Linked DNA regions of Mus musculus: regions 1, 2 and 4 are each linked to region 3. A link is a contact called in public Hi-C data. All regions are on one chromosome and are shown on one strand. Each heading gives the region's core, a stretch centred on a gene start, on an enhancer-like site or on the middle of the called end of the contact. The rest is flanking DNA. Distances are from core to core; before and after follow the strand shown.

Region 1 (4,481 bases), core at 1,633-4,132, 3.7 Mb after region 3:
CATCTGGGTGCTAGGAATTGAACTCAGGCCTCATGCAAATGAACACCAAGCATTTTACCCACTGTGCCATCTCCTTAGCCTTCTTACTGCATTTCCATTCGTAGGTCTTTGGAGCCCAGGGCAGCAGCCTTGTCTGAAACAATAGCCTCTTTCTCTCTTTATTTTGGTTCCTTGTTAGCTGTTTATTTAGCTGGTACCAAGGATGATATGGATATCAGGGCCTTGCACATGCTAAGCATCTGTTCTGGCACTGAGCTGTATTTATAGGCCCTATTTTTTTTTTTTTTTTAATTTTAAACACTCACTGTATAGCCCAGGCTAGACTCTGTCAGAATCTCTTATGCAATGTATGGAAGCATCCATCACTTGTCAATAAAATGCAGTTGACCAAGCCGGGCATGGTGGCCCACGCCTTTAATTCCAGCACTTGGGAAGCAGAGGCAGGCAGATTTCTGAGTTCGAGGCCAGCCTGGGCTACAAAGTGAGTTCCAGGACAGCCAAGGCTATACAGAGAAACCGTGTCTCAAAAAACAAAAACAAAAACAAAAACAAAACAAAAAACAACAACAACAAAATGCCTAGGCAGGAAATGGGGAGGTGGAAGTTCTGTATAGAGAGGATTTCTGGGATAGAGTCAGACACTGGAGATCACCCTAAACTCTGAGGAAGATGGTCACATGAACCTGAGGAGAGAAAAGTAGCCACATGGTAGCACTTAGAAGAAGATAAACAGTATAATTGAGTTAGGGGCTAGTGGGAACAAATAAGCCAAAGCCTCTGGCCCGGGCAACTATTCATAAGAATTCAGTTTCAGAGTCGTCGTTTGTGATCTGGGGGTGGGGGGAGCCTGCAGTCACATCCCTCCACGCGCTAGCCAGGCTGCTTCAGTGGGTATGGACTAGGTTCCACAGCAATCACAAAGGGTCCCCACTGCCTGCTGGGTTACAAAGAGGAGGGTTTAGATGCTGGAGAGCTGGCTGCTCTTCCAAAGGACCCTGTTTCACTTCACAGCACCCACATGGCGGCTCACAACCATCTGTGACTACAGATCTAACCAATTCAATGCCCTCTTTCAGCCTCTAGGGATATCAGACACATATGGCACACAGACACAGATGCCTGTGAAACACCCATACATGTAAAATAATAAGATGAAAATAAAATAAAATGAAATAAAACACAGAAGCAAAGGTTTATTGCTCAGCCATTCGTGTTATGTCGGATTCTAATAGATCTGCCCTGCCTCTCTCCTCCCTTGCTTCTTCCTTCCCTTCCTTCCTTCTCCCCACTCTCTCCCTTCTTTGAGAAAAGATAATAATACATTCTTTTCCAGTAAATTCAAAAATTAACAACACTATCCTTCAAAAGCTATGATGGAGCCGGGTGGTGGTGGTGGTGGTGGTGGTGGTGGCGGCACATGCCTTTAATACCAGCAGGGAGGCAGAGGCAGGTGGATTTTGGAGTTCAAGGCCAGTCTGGTCTACAGAGCAAGTTCTAGGATAGTCAGAGTCACACGAAGAAACCCTGCTTCCTTCTCCAACAAGCCCTCCCTGCCCTCTCTCAGGCTAGCCTTTCCCAGCAGCCCCTCATTCCCATCTTTACTCTGATGTCTGTGGCCCAGGCTGGTCATGACCTTGGAATCCTTCCATAGTTGGGATTGCAGTCCTGAGAGCTGCGGGTGAGCGCCTGGTAGAACAGACTGAGCCCTGTAGCCTCCTTTGCTCCACCTCCAGGCAAGCTCCAGACTTTCCAAAAGAGCCATTCTTCAGGGCGTTTCTCAAGTGGTCAACAGAGTTCAGGAAGGGACTCTTGGCTGTCCTCCTCCTTCAGCCCAGCCTCTCACTACCCTGCTTCACCCTTTGGGAAGCCCCAGACCTTTCTCCCACTGATGAAATCACAAGGAATCCGGGTAGGAGGTTGGGCCAAAGAGCTGGCTGGAACCAGTTTGAGTATTTCTCTTACTAGGGGCAGGCAGTGGGGCAGAACGCTCCTAGCCAATCCTGATCCACAAACTTCAGCCTCATTTTCCCCACCCTACATGTCCCAAAGATTCTGGATTCAGCAGACCTCTTTCCTCCTCCTCTTCCTCCTCCTCCTCCTCCTCCTCTCTAAGTCTGTTATTCTTACAGTTGATGGGTAACAGTGTCTAAACTAAGAATGTTTGTGGTGAACTGGCCATTTAAATATTTTTTGCTACATTTATTTATATATTTGTTTATTTGTGTGTGTTGCATGTGCCATGCTCCTGTGGGGAGGACCCAATCTGTGACTATCTGAGGAAAGAGACTGGGTTGCAGCTCAAGCATGAGGGCCTGAGTTCAAATCCCCCACATTCAATGTTGGGGCCTACTGGCCCCTCCTCCCTCCCTTTCCCCAATTTGTTTCTACAGACTGGGTTTCTTTTTCTTTATGTAGCCCTGGCAGCCCTAGAACTCGCTCTGTAGACCAACCAAGGCTGATCTTGAACTCACAGAGATCTATCTGCCTGCCTCTGCCTCCTGAGAGCAGGGATTAAAGGTGTGTGCCACTCATCTGTCTGCCCTTTCTAGGGGTCCTTCTGTGGAATATCAGATATGATCCACAATTAGATTCTTTTGACCAGTGGTGAGGTGCGTGTGGGTGGGTGTGGGTTGGATAGTTTCCCAACGCCCCGCCCCTTTTGGAGGCTTTGCACCCTTTCTGGCTCGATGCCCTTGCCCCGGCCCCGCCCCTGGCTATGCATTGTTATTCACCCTAGGTTGCCCACTGTGATCTTGGCTCCGCCCCTCGCTCGCCACCTGGCGCCGAATGTTCCATAACCAATCAGCGCTTGCGGGACGGCCTCCGCCTTTTCAAGTCCCGCCCTCCGCTTTTTCAAGTCACGCCCCTCCGCCTTTAATCCTGGTCGCTTCCGTCTAGCAGCCTCAGAGACACGCGGCGCGGCCTGGGAGGTTTCTCCTTGGCGCCACTTTCCATATCCCCCGGGCTGCTTCCTATTTGCATCTGGAAATTTGATTTTTCTCTCCAGAGCCCGAAACGCTCGGTCCACTCCTTCTAGGGCTCCAGTACCCAAGAGTCCGAGAGCCAGGCGTCCTAATCCTGGGATCTCGGTCTCCCGGAGCAAGGCATCCCGGATCTATGCCACTTGGGTTGAGCTTCCTGAAGACCTCAGCTACCTGAGTTTCCTTACTCCTTCAGGGAGTCAAAGAACCCTCTGAAGAGCTGTTCCCTACTCCAACAAGGCGCTCTCAACTCCCAGTTTTCGGGGATTCGACATCACCAGGAAAAATAAAGGGATCTCCGCATACAGCTCAGGGAGCCTAGGACCCTCCAGTTTCCGAGATCCGGTGGACGCATAACTTCAAGGACCGCTGCAAAGTTTCAGCCTCCATTCTCGGTCCTAAGGACGTCACACCTAGTCTCCAGGCTCACAAGGAACCTCCCTGTTACGGCTCAGCATGGCAGTGGATCCCCCTAAGGCTGACCCCAAAGGGGTAGTAGCGGTGGATTCCACCGCGAACGGTGGCCCCGCGCTGGGATCCAGAGAGGACCAGAGTGCGAAAGCAGGTGGTTGCTGCGGTTCCCGTGACCGGGTGCGCCGCTGCATTCGCGCCAACCTGCTGGTGCTGCTCACGGTGGCTGCGGTGGTGGCTGGCGTGGGGCTGGGGCTGGGGGTCTCGGCGGCGGGCGGTGCTGACGCGCTGGGTCCCGCGCGCTTGACCGCTTTCGCCTTCCCGGGAGAGCTGCTGCTGCGTCTGCTGAAGATGATCATCCTGCCGCTCGTGGTGTGCAGCCTGATCGGAGGTGCAGCCAGCTTGGACCCTAGCGCGCTCGGTCGTGTGGGCGCCTGGGCGCTGCTCTTTTTCCTGGTCACCACACTGCTCGCGTCGGCGCTCGGCGTGGGTTTGGCCCTGGCGCTGAAGCCGGGCGCCGCCGTTACCGCCATCACCTCCATCAACGACTCTGTTGTAGACCCCTGTGCCCGCAGTGCACCAACCAAAGAGGTGCTGGATTCCTTTCTAGATCTCGTGAGGTACGTTCCCGCCAGGCAGTGGGGTGGTTAGGGGCCAGTGCAAGCGTGCAATCTTTCTGCTTTACCCCCTCTGAGTACAGGGATTACCCGTGTGTGCCGCCACTAGTCACCAAGGTTGAGTCCTCCAGATTGAGTCATGCCTTCTAGAATCTAGGAAAATAAGGTAACGGTGACAGGACCGCTAACATCTTGGAAGGGTGAACTTTTACGGAAGTTCTCCAAATTTGGGGGCGGGCCTAAACATGGAGGGCTTTTAGAGGAAGGAAAAATAATAAGCCTTCTTAGTCTTGTTACGCTTTTTGGAGACAGTACAGGGTCTCGTACAGCCAAGCCTGTCCTTGAACTCTCCTTAGCGCCCTACCTCCATCACCCTAGTGGCTGGGATGAAGGAGCATCATTTAGCTTACTGAAAACAAGTCTGCTACAAGTATCTCAGGCTGCTCTCTTGCCTCGGCCTCCTTCCTTGGCT
Region 2 (4,848 bases), core at 2,166-4,665, 3.9 Mb after region 3:
CTGTCTATAACTCCACTTCTAGGTGATCCGGCATCTGCCTCTGACCTCCGTGGGCATCAGGCATGCATGTGGTTGCGCACACATACATGGAAACAAAAATACTTATACATATAAAATGAATAGTTTGGTGTTGTTTGTTTGTTTTTTGCAATTACATATCTGTATACCTGGTCATACCTTTGCACACCCATCTGGCCACTATCTGTGCACACCCCTACCTGTGACTCCTGTGTGTATACTCTATCCTCACCTCACAGAAAGCAGCCAGCTAAAGACCTAGCCAATGAAGAGCTAATGAAGATACCCACAGAAGCTGTGTAGTCTCTCTCTCTCTCTCTCTCTCTCTCTCACACACACACACACACACACACACAGACTCACACTTTAACTTGTAGTCTCACATGCTAAGTTCCCAGTTCCCATCATCCTTTCTCTGTTCCCTGTCCCCCCCACACCTCTCAGAGCTGTGTCTCTGAGTAAGTCCCCATCTACTCTCTGTAGTGTCTGGCCTGTCCTTCCTCTTCTGAAGAGCCCTAGGGTCCCTTGGGGAGGCTGAGTCCTGCTGTCTGTGGTGGGTAGAAGGCAACTTGCTGAGTCACCCTTACAGGGCAGTGCTCCGCTCCCAGAAACCATGGTGAGGGGTGCAGATGGCACACCCCTCACACGAAGGCACCTGGCACCAGACAAGGGGACACATAGAGCCATGGGTAACCCTGGCATAGATCCCAGGGTCCCTTTGCCCCCTCCTCAGGAGAGAGCTATGGCTTCTCTACCTGCTTCTGTTTGGACTCTGCCCTTTGAGGGGGAAAGTCTTGTACAGCCCAGGCTGACCTGGGACTCACTGTGTAGTTGAGGAAGACCTTGAACTTCTGATCCTCTTAACTACACTTCTGGAGCGCACAGCTCCACACCCCAAGCTATCCACTTCTGACCTAGGAGCAGGGAGAGGCACCTGGAACAGAGGCTGGCACCCACAGGGTAATGGCTCCTAGAGGTCTAAGAGGGGAAACTGAGGCCTAGGAGAATGTGAGGGCTTGTCCAAGGTCCCCGGGCATAAGAGCCAGGGGACTTCCCAAATAGTAAGTGATGGTGATAGGGACAGGAAGTCAGCAGGAGAAAGCTCCGGGAGCAGAGGTCCCACCTCCTCCAAACTCCCCTGATACTGAGACAGGACGCCAAGCCTGCCAGGCATCATCCTTCATTAATATGATATGACTTCCTGAGTCCCTCTGCTCTGCCTGGGAATCAGAGCCCGTGACAGGGACCACATGGCCTGCAGGCCTGCCCCTCACAGTCTCCCACCCCAGACCCCTCACCCCACGAGGTTCCTCACTTCCCAGGGCAGGCCTGGATGGTCCTTTGGGGATCCCCAGGGCAGCTGGTACTGGGGATCCATCCTGTCGGAAACCAGGAACGCCAGCTGGGTGGCAGCTGGGCATGGGTGATAGGAAGATGTGGTCACCACGGGGGGGGGGGGGGGCGGGTGGACACAGAGAGGGAAAGGCAGCAGCTGCCTGCAGTCCAGCCCTGCATCAGGAACTCCCCTGCCCTTGGAACATCTCTGTACTGGCCTTTTCCCTGCTCCTCGGCAGGTGGGATGCTGGATACACTCAGTCACATGCCTGGGACCCATATCATGGAGGAGGAGACTAGGGTGAGCCACCCCTTGCCCAGGGCCATAATGCATCAGAAGGTGATGGGTCACATTGCTACAGAAATGAAAGTCAAATGGATGTGTAACCTTTTTACTAAAACAGTTTCCCTGAAAAACAAGGGTGTTGCCAGGCAGTGGTAGCACATGCCTTTAATCCCAGCACTTGGGAGGCAGAGGCAGGTGGATTTCTGAGTTCGAGACCAGCCTGGTCTACAGAGTGAGTTCCAGGACAGCCAGGGCTACACAGAGAACCCCTGTCTCAAAAAAAGAAAAGAGGAGGAAAAAAAAAAAAAGAAAAAAGAAAACAAAGCTTGCAGGCCTTGATGCCAAGCAGACACTTGAGTTTATCCCAGGAACCCACAGGGTGGAGAGACAGAGACAGAGAGAGACAGACAGACAGACAGACAGACTCGGGGTGGGGGAAGAGAGAGAGAACTGAGACTCCTGCAAGTTGTCCTCTACACCATGAAATGGGTGCACCCATACACACACGCACAAGCACACACACACACACACACACACACACACACACACACACAATCTTTTTGCTTTTTTAAGGTTAAGGTCATTTTTTGGTTACATAGAAAGTTTGAGGCCAGCCTTGGCCACGTGAAATCTGTTTAAAAAAACAGCAGAGCAGCAGCAGCAGCAGCAAGAACAGATTTTTTAAAAAAAGAAAAGAAAAGAAAAGAAAGGAAAAGAAAAGAAAGGAAAGGAAGCCACACAAGGTGACTGGGGTCTCTAAGGTCCCCTCTGACCCTCCAGCAGGAACTGTGGAGTCAGTGAAGGTCCCATCACCTCTGTACTGACAGCTGGGCTGACACTGATCTGAGGGAGGCGGCATGGTCGGGGGAGGGTGTTGCTGAGGGAGGATGGGTGGAGCCTTGTGTGTGGGAGCAGAGCTGGAGCCTGAGATGGCTATCCATCGCCAAAGTGTTAGTATCGGAAGTCAGTGTCGTGAGCGGTGACTGGGGCCTGGAAGTGCTATGGTGCGAAGTAAAGGTCAACCTTTAATGGTGGGTCACCAAAGCCCTGTGAACTGCAGACCATGCATGGACTGTGCGTCCTGAGCTAGGAGCCCATGGATGAGGTCTGGTCAGGCGGCCTCCTTCTTCAACTCCTGGAAGGAGTGAATTGTGTCCAGGGACCAGGACTCTCCATGGTGTCTGGAAAACACTACATCATGGGGGAATTTCCTGGTCATTTCTCAATCCCAGGGCCAGGGCCTAACCCCAGGGCCTGAAGCCCAGAATAGCTCTCAGAGGCTGTTCACACACAGTTCAGGCCATGGCTAAGCTGGAGAACCACTCAGCACTAGGACCTGTCTGGCTTCCTTGGGTTGGTGGTGGTGGTGGTGGTGGTGGTGAGGTTCTGATACTAGGTAACACGAAGAGGGACTTAGATATGAATGCATTTGGAGAGGGGTGGGGCAGACAGACACAGAGGTAGAGACAGACAGACAGACATAGAGATGAGATGCTGGGGAGGGGGCACGTATGAAAAACAGAAAAGGTTGAGTGGGGGTGGAGGTGGCAGCAGGTGACTGTGCTGTGGACTGTATGAGGAAGAGGCAGGAGGAGAGGCAGAGGCAAGAGACGGATACTCAGAGCAGGAGATGGGGTACAAGCCAGGGAAAGCAGGCAGGGAGCCCGAGGGGGCCTCTGGAGACCAGCACAGGGGGAGGAGGGCGGGGCAGAGAGGAAATGAAAAAAGCTGGGGCGAGGAGGCAAGATGAGGAGGGAGGGGGAGGGCGGGCCCTAGGAGGGAGAAGCTGACAGAGATCTACACAGACTCGCACACAGACAGGAGAGACTGAGGGACTTCAGAAGGCAGAGGTGCTGGAGGGTCTAGAAAGCAGAAATGTCAAGGAGGTGACAGAGAAGTGTAGAGGAAAGAACAGGGGGTAGGGGACAGGGAACACTGAGGCACAAAGGGACAAGGACCTGACAGAGAAGGAAAGAAACAGGAGAGGGACAGACACAGGAGAAGACAGAAACAAAAGACAGAAACACACGGGCAACTGGGAATTGACTGGCAGATCCCAGATCCTATGAAGATGATGGCCAGCGATGGACATCCTGGACCCCCTTCTGTCACTCCTGGGAGCCCTCTCAGTGCAGGTGGCAGAGAGTGGCAGGGCATGGCAGGCTCCTGCTGGAATATCACCTACGTTCAAGACTCGGTAGGACCTGCCACCAGCACGCTGATGTTCGTGGCTGGTGTAGTGGGCAACGGGCTGGCATTGGGCATCCTGGGTGCCCGACGGAGGTCACACCCATCGGCCTTTGCGGTGTTGGTCACTGGGCTGGCGGTGACGGATCTGCTGGGCACGTGCTTCTTGAGCCCTGCAGTGTTTGTGGCCTATGCTCGAAACAGCTCTCTGCTGGGCCTGGCCCACGGTGGGACGATGCTGTGTGACACTTTCGCCTTCGCCATGACGTTCTTCGGCCTGGCCTCCACGCTCATCCTCTTTGCCATGGCTGTGGAGCGGTGCCTGGCACTCAGTCACCCCTACCTGTACGCCCAGCTGGACGGGCCGCGCTGCGCCCGCTTTGCCTTGCCTTCCATCTACGCTTTCTGCTGCCTCTTCTGCTCACTGCCCCTGCTGGGCCTGGGCGAGCATCAGCAGTATTGCCCAGGGAGCTGGTGCTTCATCCGCATGCGTTCCGCCCAGCCTGGCGGCTGTGCCTTCTCCCTGGCCTACGCCAGTCTCATGGCCCTGTTGGTGACCTCCATCTTCTTCTGCAACGGCTCCGTCACTCTCAGCCTCTATCACATGTACCGCCAACAGAGACGCCACCATGGCTCGTTTGTACCGACCTCTCGGGCACGAGAGGATGAAGTTTACCACCTGATTCTGCTGGCCCTCATGACCGTCATCATGGCCGTGTGCTCCCTGCCTCTCATGGTGAGTGTCCCTCGGAGCTGGGGTGCAGGGGGAGGAGTGGAGGGCAGCATCCATCTGTGCTCTCCACTTGTCGTGTCTATTTGACAGATGTGAAAACCGAGGCTCAGAAAGGGTCAGATGGTGACTTTGTGTTCCATGTACTCCTGAGTACTCCAAGAAGTCTCTCTGCTTTCTTTTCCTCCACTAGACAATCTCTAGCCCTTAGCTGTCCTGTCAACACCTCTCAGCCGGCTCCCCTATCCAACACACCGTTGTGATAACAGGATCCACAACTCACGGGCACTTG
Region 3 (4,737 bases), core at 898-3,397:
ACCCTACTTACCAAGAAGAGATACTGCAGGCCATAAATTATGGAGTTTATCGTAAGGACTGGCTTCCAGTCCTCTCTGTGGGCAGAGAGCATCAAGGTTATCAGGGGCTGGTGAGTGGGAGGCTGCTACAGGCCCTGCTAATACTGAACAGGTTAGGCCCATAGAAGGCCTTTTAACATTGAAGTGTGAGATCTAAGAGTGAAGATACGGGACAGGGCAGGACACAGAGAAAGCCAAGGTCAGGTCATTAGAAAAACAACTAAGACAGAAACAGATTGACCATAAAGGGGAGGGAAGGACAGAGATAGATGCAGTGTCCACAGAAGGCTGAGGATACCTGGAAGGCAGGTCTTGGGAGGGAAAGGAAGGCAGTGCCCTCACCTGAGGATGTTGAGGCAGACGTTGCCCTCGAGGTCAATGTTGGGATGATAAACCATTGTTTCACACTTCACCTTGGGAGGGTCATGTGGGTAACCCTGTCCCACCTGGCTCCAGAAAAAGAGAAAGGAGATGGGAAGGTGTAAAAAGAGAAAGGAGATGGGAAGGTGTTTTGGTTGTACCCAGTCTTCTCCACAGAGCTACCTTTGTACACTTGAGACTCACCTTAAAGCTGAATACAAACTTGCCACTTTTGTAGAAGCCCTGGAAGAGGAAGGGGGAGAGTGAATGAAGACCCTACTCTTATGGGGCCACCCCTGGTCTGTTCTTGGGAATCCTGCCCTGTTTTACTCTTACTTCATCAGGACAGATCACCAGCTTGAAGTTGAGGAGGTCGTCTGGGTCTGAGAAGCTGATGTCACACGTCTTGGGCAGGTTCAGCTCGTTAATGTCTAGGTTTGGACAGCATGGAAAGGGAGAGAAACAGGTAAAAGAAAGGAGGTCTGGGCATGTGTCAGCAGAACCCATAAGTTCGCTTTCTAGACCTGAAGAGCTTTGTGTGGTGTACTTTAACTCAGTCTGTACTACTCCATATTCTTTCCACTTTCCAGTCTCTACGTGGACTCTTCTGGATACACAGTATCCCATATACAAGCATCTTCAAGTATAACTGCCCATCTCTTGGGAAAACCCTTACCCAGCTAAGTCCTCCACAAGTTCCCACAACATAGTCCCCAAGAACCTCTACTCCCATAACCCTTGCTTCCAAGAACCCTGAGCACCTTAAACCTGAGGTTTTCTATCTCTAGTCATTATCTCCACTCACTACTGTTTATCTGTCCACCGCAATTCAAGGACCATGACACCGGCCCCCCAACACTAAGTCACCCCTTCTCATCAACCACCCACCTCCACTGTCCTTCCTCGTCTCCATCTTATTACAAGCCCAAGATCCCATCTCATCCTTGAGATTTCCTGTATGGTAGCTTAAATTGACCCACACTCACATTTTTTAGTTCCTGTAACCTTCTTTTCTCCCTCCTCTTCACCTCAAACTCAAAATTGCTCTGCCTGACCCTCTGGACCTGAGTCTTGGGCCACGAGTCCCCAGTTTAAAACACTAAACCGTCTCCCACTTATTCCCAATTCGTAACCTTCACAATCTTCACGACACGGCACCCCAGAGCAAAGTTCTCGTCTGACTCTCAAAACTATACCCCTCCCCTAACAGATTCCGCGTCCCTAACACTCCAGGCCCGAGTATCCCAACGCCCCAATCTATGACCCTCCCTAGTGACCGCACCCCCAGTCCCGCATCACAACCCTCGAAACCTGACCACCAATACCAAATATCAGGGGCCGCATTTTCTCGCCACGGTCCCTGACCTCGAACGCAGGGTCCCGACCCCTACCCTTCTGAATCCGGAGCTGCGCCGCCGACGCCTTCTTGCTGCTGCCCTTGGTGCCGCCGGCCGACTCCTCCTCCTTCTTCTGCTGCTTCAGCGAGAACAGCTTGATCATCCTGCCGCCGCCGCCGCAGCCCGCCGCCGCGGGGGCCCGGGACCCCGGCCACCCGGCCCCCCGCCGCCGCCTGCGCCGCTTCCGCTCCTCGGACCCGCTACCGCGGCCTCCTCCGCTGCCGCTCGCCCGGCCTGCCGCGCTGCTCCGCGCCCACCGCACGGCCCGCCTCGGCTCCCGTAGTCCGGCTCTGGCCTGGCTAAGCACCTCGGGTGTGTTCGGAGGTGCTCGGGAGGACTCGGCGATCCTCGGCCCCGCCCCTGCTACGGTCCCCGCGCCCTCCTCCCCCTCTTCCGCTTGGGTCTGGTGAGGCCCCGCTGCGGCTGCGGACGCCGGCCTTTACAGGTCCGCCGCTCTCCCGCCTACTTGCTCCCTCTGCTAGGAGGCTGCGGTGAGGTGGAAGGAGGAGGCGGTAGCCGCGCTTGCGGCGGCAGGGTACCGCAGGGTACCGGTGGAGGCTCAGCTTCCGCGGCAGGCGCGGCTTCGATGCGGAGGTCGGCAACGGCCTCGGGCGCCCCGCCGCTTCGGCACTTTCCGTCGCCTGCCCACTTCGGTTTTTCCTGCCTCAGCTGTGCTCTGCGCCTGCGCAACCCTTGCAGCCCCCTGGTTCCTCCTCATTGTAGTTTGAGGTTCGGTCTTTTTCGGTTAAGCTCGGGTATTTCCGTTTGTGGAGGTGACTATTCGGCGGTCTAGCGGGTACTTCCTGGGACGCGCACCCAGTAGAGTAGGAAGCAGTGCTTGCGACCATTTTTGAGCGAGGCGGGTAGTGAGTGGCCGTTTGGCTCTCGGTGGTTCCATTCAATCTTACACTTACGCGGAGCGCAGCGGAACCGGGCTAGACTGGATCTTTGCTCTCTGAGGATTCAGCAAACGCAGGGCCTGGACGTTTTAAGGGACGTTGTCGAAGGGTGCAGAAGCAGGCTCCCCTAATCCCACCGCAATCCCAGATTCGGATTGATGTAAACTAGTTTAAATTTCGAATTGCTCTGGAGGCTTGAGGCATCAAGTTGGCTTGAGCCCAGGCGCTCAGGGATACCCTAGGCAACACATCGAGACTCTTGTTCCTTAAAATAGATTTCTATTGTGCAACAGGCTGTGAGCAACTGTGTAGTTCTAGGGTCCAAGGTGGACGTGGGTATAGGACTCATAACTGCGGCTTAGAGAACAGCAGAAGTGGCATTGGCTCTCTCGAGTGGCATTGTGCCTCTCGATTGGCTTATGTTGAGTGAGCTTAGGGTGCTTGGGAGGCAGAAGGAAATAGCTCAGGATGGGTCAGTGACTTCAGGCTGTCATCTAGGAATCCAGCCGAAGCCAGAGTCTAAATGCTTCTTGTTGCTTGTCTGGTCACAGCTTGAAAAACATGGCCAGAACAGGTTCGGACTCTGTTCTGCTCTTTGCCATCTGACAGCATTTGTGCCACCCAGCATGACCCGCGGTTCTACATTCCAGACTTAGCCAGCAGCACCCTCCTCCTCCTGACTTTTTAAGGCTAGCTCATTCTGAGACTCAGACAAATCACTCTAGAACTGTTCATTACTGTCTTGTCAGTTACCATTTTTGTCAGTTACTATCTATGCTGACTATTTTTGTGCAGCTGTTGTTTTTCTGGCTTGCTTTCTTCCAGATAGGATCCATCTCTGTAGTCCAAACTCAGCACGTAGTCCAGGCTGATCTTGAACTAACATTATTCCTGTTGTCTCTGTTTCCTGAGTGCTGTGGTTACAGATACATCCCTCCTTTTTCTGACCCTTCTAAAGTCCTATGGCTGTGGCTACATGGGGCTCTGGCTAATCTTTCTGGTCCTACAGTTCTACTGACTGGGGTAGCACTTGCCTGCCTGTGTTCATTCACTACCCCTCAGATTGGATTCTAAATTATGCTTAGCTTAACTCAGGATCTTTGGTAGCCTGTGAGACAGGAGAGATCAACACTGAAAATTATGGGGACTTAAGAAAGGAATAGAGTGGCTGGAGAGATGGCTCAGTGGTTAAGTGCATTGACCGTACTTACAGAGGTCCTGAGTTCCCAGCAACCACATGGTGGCTCACAAGCATCTGTAATGGGATCTGACACCCTCTTCAGGTGTGTCTGAAGACAGCTACAGTGTACTCACATACATGAAATTAAAAAAAAAAAAAAAGTGGTGGTGGAGGAATAGAGCCTCTGACTCTGTAGCCTGGTTGAACCTGATTTTTCCCTTGGAGAAGTAGGAATGCCAGTACAATGAACAGCTGCTTCAAGGCATTTCTTCCCTCTCAGCTGTAGACCTACAATTTTCTAGGAATCTCACCAGAAGCTCCATTATAGGAAAAAGGTGTGTCCTAGACATGTAGTAGCTTCTGGTCTTACCTTCTCTGATTATCCCATCCCAGGCATCTCTGCAGCCACCCTCTAGCCTTTTCAAAAGAGGAAGGAAACAAGTTTCTTAGCAACCGTTTGGAATGTGACTTGAGAGCCATGAAAAAGGTATTATAGCTAATGCTAATACAATTGAGGCTATCCCTTGAGGGTCCTATATATACCACCTTCCCCCATTCTCCCTCTGCAAACATGTAACTACACTTGATTATATGTTATGTTGTCTATTTCTGAGCACTTCTCTCATGCTTAGAGCTTATATTAAAATATCCATACTTTGCTTTTTACTTGCTATAGCTGAAATTCTTTTCTGCACTAGAGCCATGAATCTAAGTTTGTCCTGAGTCCAGATCTCTGTATGATTAGGGTATTTCACAGGCAGCTAGAGGTTGCCACATGGATCTGTGTCTTTGTCCCCTCACAACTGACAGTTGGAGGGAATAAGAGTGTCATAGGGACTGGGGACCCCCTTGTTCTGCACAG
Region 4 (4,703 bases), core at 65-2,564, 4.0 Mb after region 3:
CAACCATAGGCTGGTTACACTCAAAATTTTCTCCAGTCCAGACTGGTCCCATCTACCCACTCAATGTCCCTTTTCGGACAGCGAAGGAAACCCAAAACTCATCTTTGTGACGAATTCAGATTTTGCATGCTCTGTCCCCTTATCTTAATCTTCTCTTGTATCAGTCTTCCCCTCGTACCCCCAGTTTCCTCAAACTCCAGCCAAGCCAGTCTGTTTTCAATCACTCTCCACCCCAGGGTCTTCACACAAACTCAGTGGTCAGGACCCACGTGTAAAACTCCTTGTCAATTCGCCTCAAAAAGCCTCTTTCTCCAGGCACTCCCGACCTCACCATCGAAAGCAGACTCTAAGCTGTATTTCCTGTGTTGTCACCTTGACCCAAAGTGATCATCACAAGTTTGCAATGATTGGTTCTGCTTAAATCCGAGTCATGTGTTGCATTCATCGCTGCAGCCTCAGAGCCAAGCACAGGCCGTGTAGCACATGACACTTATTTAATACAAGTGTACTGAAAGAATGAATGAACGGAGACATGTCCTCCCACATGGCACTCTTAGCCCAAGATCACCCTATTCGTTCCTGCTCCACCTCTCCACCCTACTCGTTTCCTTGGATCACCCCAAATCGCCTTCCAATATAATTATCTACCTCCATCCCCATAATTCCCTTCTCTATTGGGCCTTCTCTTCTCGGTCATACTCATCTCAGGCCTCCCCACTCGGCAGCGCCATCACTGCCCTAAACACATGTCACTATTTGGTAGCGCCCTCTTCAGGTCTGACCACCATTTAGCACCTCTGTCCAGGTCTCACATTTGGTAGCACTCACATGTCGGCCCCCTGCTTTTCCCCTATCGTGTAGCAGCGCCTGCCTCAGTCTCCCCAGTGAGTGGCTTCTGCTTGGTATCCACTTCTCAGCAGCTCTCCCCAGTCTGTCGTCCAGCCTGAGCCTCCTCCTCGCGCCTGGCTACTCTGTAGTGCTTGCCCGGCGCCCAGGCTGCCGCTCCGCGTTGCCATGGTTCCCCGCCGGGCCTGGCACCCCCACAGCCTGGGCCGCTGTCCACCCTCCCTCACCCCGTCCGGGCCGGGCGCACCTTTGAAGTAGTCGTTGGCCTGTGTCTTGAGCTCCTCTGCCCGCTTCAGAGTGCCATCGGCCGGGGGTTCGTCCCGGGGGGTCTCAGCACACTCAGTCCGCTCGCCCTCCGCCATCGCCATGCCGCAAAGCGACCCCCACCCTGGCAACGGCCGCTCGCGGCACCAGGCCGAACCGTCGCGAAGGAGTGCCGAGTGACCGCCGCCGCTGCCGCACAAGTGTCGTAAAGCGCGGGCCCCAAAGGCACTCCTGACGCGCCTGCGCGGCGTCCCCCCCAACTTCCCCCCCCCCCCGCCCCCGCCCCCAGAGCGCCGGGAGGACAAGGTGACCAGAGGGTATCCAGACCGTACTTGTACTTGTAGAAGTAGCCAATCAGAAAGGAGAGAAGGGGCCTTGTGGATGGGGGCAGGCCGGGAGGGCGCCTACTCCCAAAGTTGCGAGGCTGCAAAAGTTTCTTGGAGATCCCGGCTTCCTTTAGGGTTGGTGATTGGGTTGCGTTGCCTCCGGCGGGTGGGGCTGCTTTCAAACCAGCACCCTGCCCAACCCGGAGTTTGCTCTGGAGCTGGGTGCTGCCAATTACTCGTGTGACCTTGAACAAGTTTATCTCTTGTCTCCTCAGTAACCCTTTTGGAAAATGGGTAGTTTCTCAAGCAAACAAAATAAAACTTGAACGTTGCAAATCAAGGCTCTTTTTGAATTATTAACAAGGCATCCCGATCTTCAAGTCTTGACAAGTCTCAATTGTACCATGTTTGTTCCGAGCCCAACAGCATCCTTATTAATTTATTTTATTTTTTTATTTTGAGATAGGATTTAATTATGCAACCCTGGCTAGCCTGGAACTTGCTATATAAACCAGGCTGGCCTTGAATTCAAAGACCCAGCTGCCTGTACCTCCCAAGTGTTGGGATTAAAGCTTTGCATCATCATGTCAAGTCCTAGAAAAAACCTTTTAAAGGGTCATGGATGTAGCTCAGTTGGTAGAGTACTTGTCTAGAGTGCTCCAGGCTTGAGTTCCAATTCCAGCACTATATAAATCAGGCTGAAAGGTGCACCTCAGTAATTTGAAGGCTTGATAGGTGGAGGCAACAGTATCAGAATTTCAGGTTCAAGGCCAGCCTGGGATACCTGAGACGCTGTTCCGAATACAAACAACCACACCAAAGGGATTTTTTTTTTTCTTCCGAGACAGGGTTTCTCTGTGTAGCCCTGGCTGTCCTGGAACTCACTCTGTAGACCAGGCTGGCCTTGAACTCAGAAATTCGCCTAACTCTGCCTCCCAAGTGCTGGGATTAAAGGCGTGTGCCACAACACCCCAGCCCCAAAGGGATCTTTTAAATGACACTGTTGCTGCTTGCATTTCCTGTGCCTGGATCAGAGCTTCAGCCTCCTCTGATGCTTGCGTTCATCCTCCCTCCTCCAGTTTACCTTCCATATGGCAGTCAGAGGCATCTTGCTGGAATACTGTAAAACTGGCACCCGCCGCAGCCTTCCATGGCTCCCCAGCTCCCTCGTGAGACAACCCAAACTCTTTCTGAGAAGCCACGGGTAGTCTAGCCTCCAGTAACATCTTCAGACCCCACTGTGTATCTTCCTATTCTAGTCTTTAAGTCCTCAATCTAGACACTAACACTATATATAAGTGCTTTAAGGCTGTGTATCAGCCTCACCTCCCCCGCTCCACCCCTGACTACAACTAACAATCACTCTGGAAAATCGATGTTGGTACACATGTCCATTTGACGTGTGTCCACAGGCATCAACGTATTCCTGAAGAGTCTGACTGAGAGTGAATCTGAATCTAATTTCTAGGCACAGTCCCTATTTGACTATACCTGCCAGTGCCAGTGGGATCATGTAGGAAGTGAATTTTCTTTTGATTTTTTTTTTTTTGAGGCAGTATCTGCTCTAACAAATTTGAACCCAGCTCCAATTGTTCCTGAAGCTATGTGATCTTGAGCAAGCCACAATACTATTATTTCCTCTGTGAGGAGGAGCTAGTAATAGTGCCTGCCTATACATGCAGAGGAGGCTTAAGAGAAGCCTGGCTTGGTGGCTCACCCTTGCAGTCCAGCATTTGAGAGGCTGAGGAGGAAGATTTATCCAGAGTTGTTTCAGGCTAGCATGAGCCACAGAGTTAGTTCCAGGTCAACCTGGGTTCTCTCTCTCTGTCTCTCTCTGTCTCTCTCTCTCTGTGTCTCTCTCTGTCTCTCTGTCTGTCTCCCCCCCCCCCCCTCTCTCCCTCTCTCTCCTTTTCCCAGCCAAAAAACCCTAACCTAACCAAAAGTTCATATGAGTTAGTGTTTACCTGAGAGACTTAACAGAAGCACTCTCCATGTAGAGGACATTACAGGTAGCCTGAGTTCAACAAAGTGAATCAAGCTGGAATGAGGGGCTGTTTAGGGGGTGTAGGAAGATCTTGTCCACCTGGGGGAAGCAAAAATGACTTCCTGGAGGAGTGTTAGGCCTGAGGTCACAAGTATTAGGTTTTGTTGGGTGTTTTTTGACAGGGTTCTATATAGTCTCTGCTGGCTTTAAACTCAGGCTACCTTCAGATAAGAGGTGCTGGCATTACAGGTCTGTGCCACTGAGCCCTGTCTTATGTGGTACTGAGGATGGAACTCAGGCCTTCATGCCCGCTAGGCAGTCACGTTATAAACTGAGGCGCATCTTCAGGAAAGACATTTAAAACAGAAGGCACAGCACGTGCAACAACTTGAAAGTGGTTTTGCCTGGGTTCCTGTGTGGGTCACATGGGAGAGGGGTAGAGGAGTGACACTCACGGAGTCGAAACAGAACAGATACACCCTCCCACACGGAATCTGCAGACTCAATCTCCCACACAGTCTCTCTCTCTCTCTCTCTCTCTCTCTCTCTCTCTCTCTCTCTCTCTCTCTGAATTACTGTGCTACAAAGTCCCACACACATATACAGCATCACAGCATCACACCGACATTAAGAAAAGAATCAAAGTGCACTGTGATCAGTCATGGCTGAAGATGTAGATCAATCCGTAGAGTAATTAGCATGCACAAGCTCCTGGGTTCAGTCCCCAGGACCGAAGAAAACAGGTGTGGTGAAGCATGCCTGTCATCCCAGCACTTGGGAGATAGAGAAGTTCTTGGCTACACAGTGAGTTAACGATCAGCCGTGATAGATCAGATCCTGCATTAAACAAACAAACGAACTCCAAACTCCACAGGCTACTGAGAAGCATCAGCAAGTAATGATGCTGCCTCCAAGCCTGAAGACTTGAGAGTGTGATACTTAGGACCCTCATGGTGAAAGGCAAGAATCAAGTCCTGCAAGTTGTCCTTTAATATGCACACATATAGTATGCACACACACCCAAACTCATGCACACAAAACAAATAAAATGAAAAAAAAAATCACAATGTTTGCAACAAGAAAGTACAGAAAAATATCCAGAAACTAACATCAATGTGCAGAAAGAATCACAATCCTCCCACCACAGAAGCATGGTACAAAGACCCACATGTTTCCACAAAATAGCAACATCAGCATACACAGAGACTCATACACACACAGAGACACACACACACACACACACAGCACCAGAAAGTATTATGAAAGCCAAATGTAGTGGTAGT

The links. A called contact is a pair of places that touch in the nucleus more often than the background predicts.
Region 1: a Hi-C map of B cells shows a contact between it and region 3, with 6 read pairs. The contact joins the promoter of Slc1a5 here to the promoter of Ube2m in region 3.
Region 2: a Hi-C map of B cells shows a contact between it and region 3, with 5 read pairs. The contact joins the promoter of Ptgir here to the promoter of Ube2m in region 3. A contact is called at or near these places in 1 of 39 promoter capture datasets (cranial neural crest) and 1 of 484 Hi-C or Micro-C datasets (B cells).
Region 4: a Hi-C map of B cells shows a contact between it and region 3, with 6 read pairs. The contact joins the promoter of Ppp5c here to the promoter of Ube2m in region 3. A contact is called at or near these places in 2 of 39 promoter capture datasets (cranial neural crest and frontonasal cranial neural crest) and 1 of 484 Hi-C or Micro-C datasets (B cells).

What each region holds. Positions count from the first base shown.
Region 1 is chr7:16,778,464-16,782,944 of GRCm38.p6, forward strand. Slc1a5 (solute carrier family 1 (neutral amino acid transporter), member 5) reads left to right here and starts at 2,883. Exons shown (of 9, transcript NM_009201.2): 1 at 2,883-4,012. The coding sequence starts at 3,438.
Region 2 is chr7:16,903,075-16,907,922 of GRCm38.p6, forward strand. It overlaps Ptgir (prostaglandin I receptor (IP)), which reads left to right and starts at 3,416. Exons shown (of 2, transcript NM_008967.3): 1 at 3,416-4,562. The coding sequence starts at 3,711.
Region 3 is chr7:13,035,831-13,040,567 of GRCm38.p6, forward strand. Ube2m (ubiquitin-conjugating enzyme E2M) reads right to left here and starts at 2,148. Exons shown (of 6, transcript NM_145578.3): 1 at 1,791-2,148; 2 at 736-830; 3 at 604-642; 4 at 382-485; 5 at 12-75. The coding sequence starts at 1,899.
Region 4 is chr7:17,026,600-17,031,302 of GRCm38.p6, forward strand. Ppp5c (protein phosphatase 5, catalytic subunit) reads right to left here and starts at 1,315. Exons shown (of 13, transcript NM_011155.2): 1 at 1,094-1,315. The coding sequence starts at 1,214. It overlaps Hif3a (hypoxia inducible factor 3, alpha subunit), which reads right to left. Exons shown (of 15, transcript NM_001162950.1): 15 at 4,394-4,703.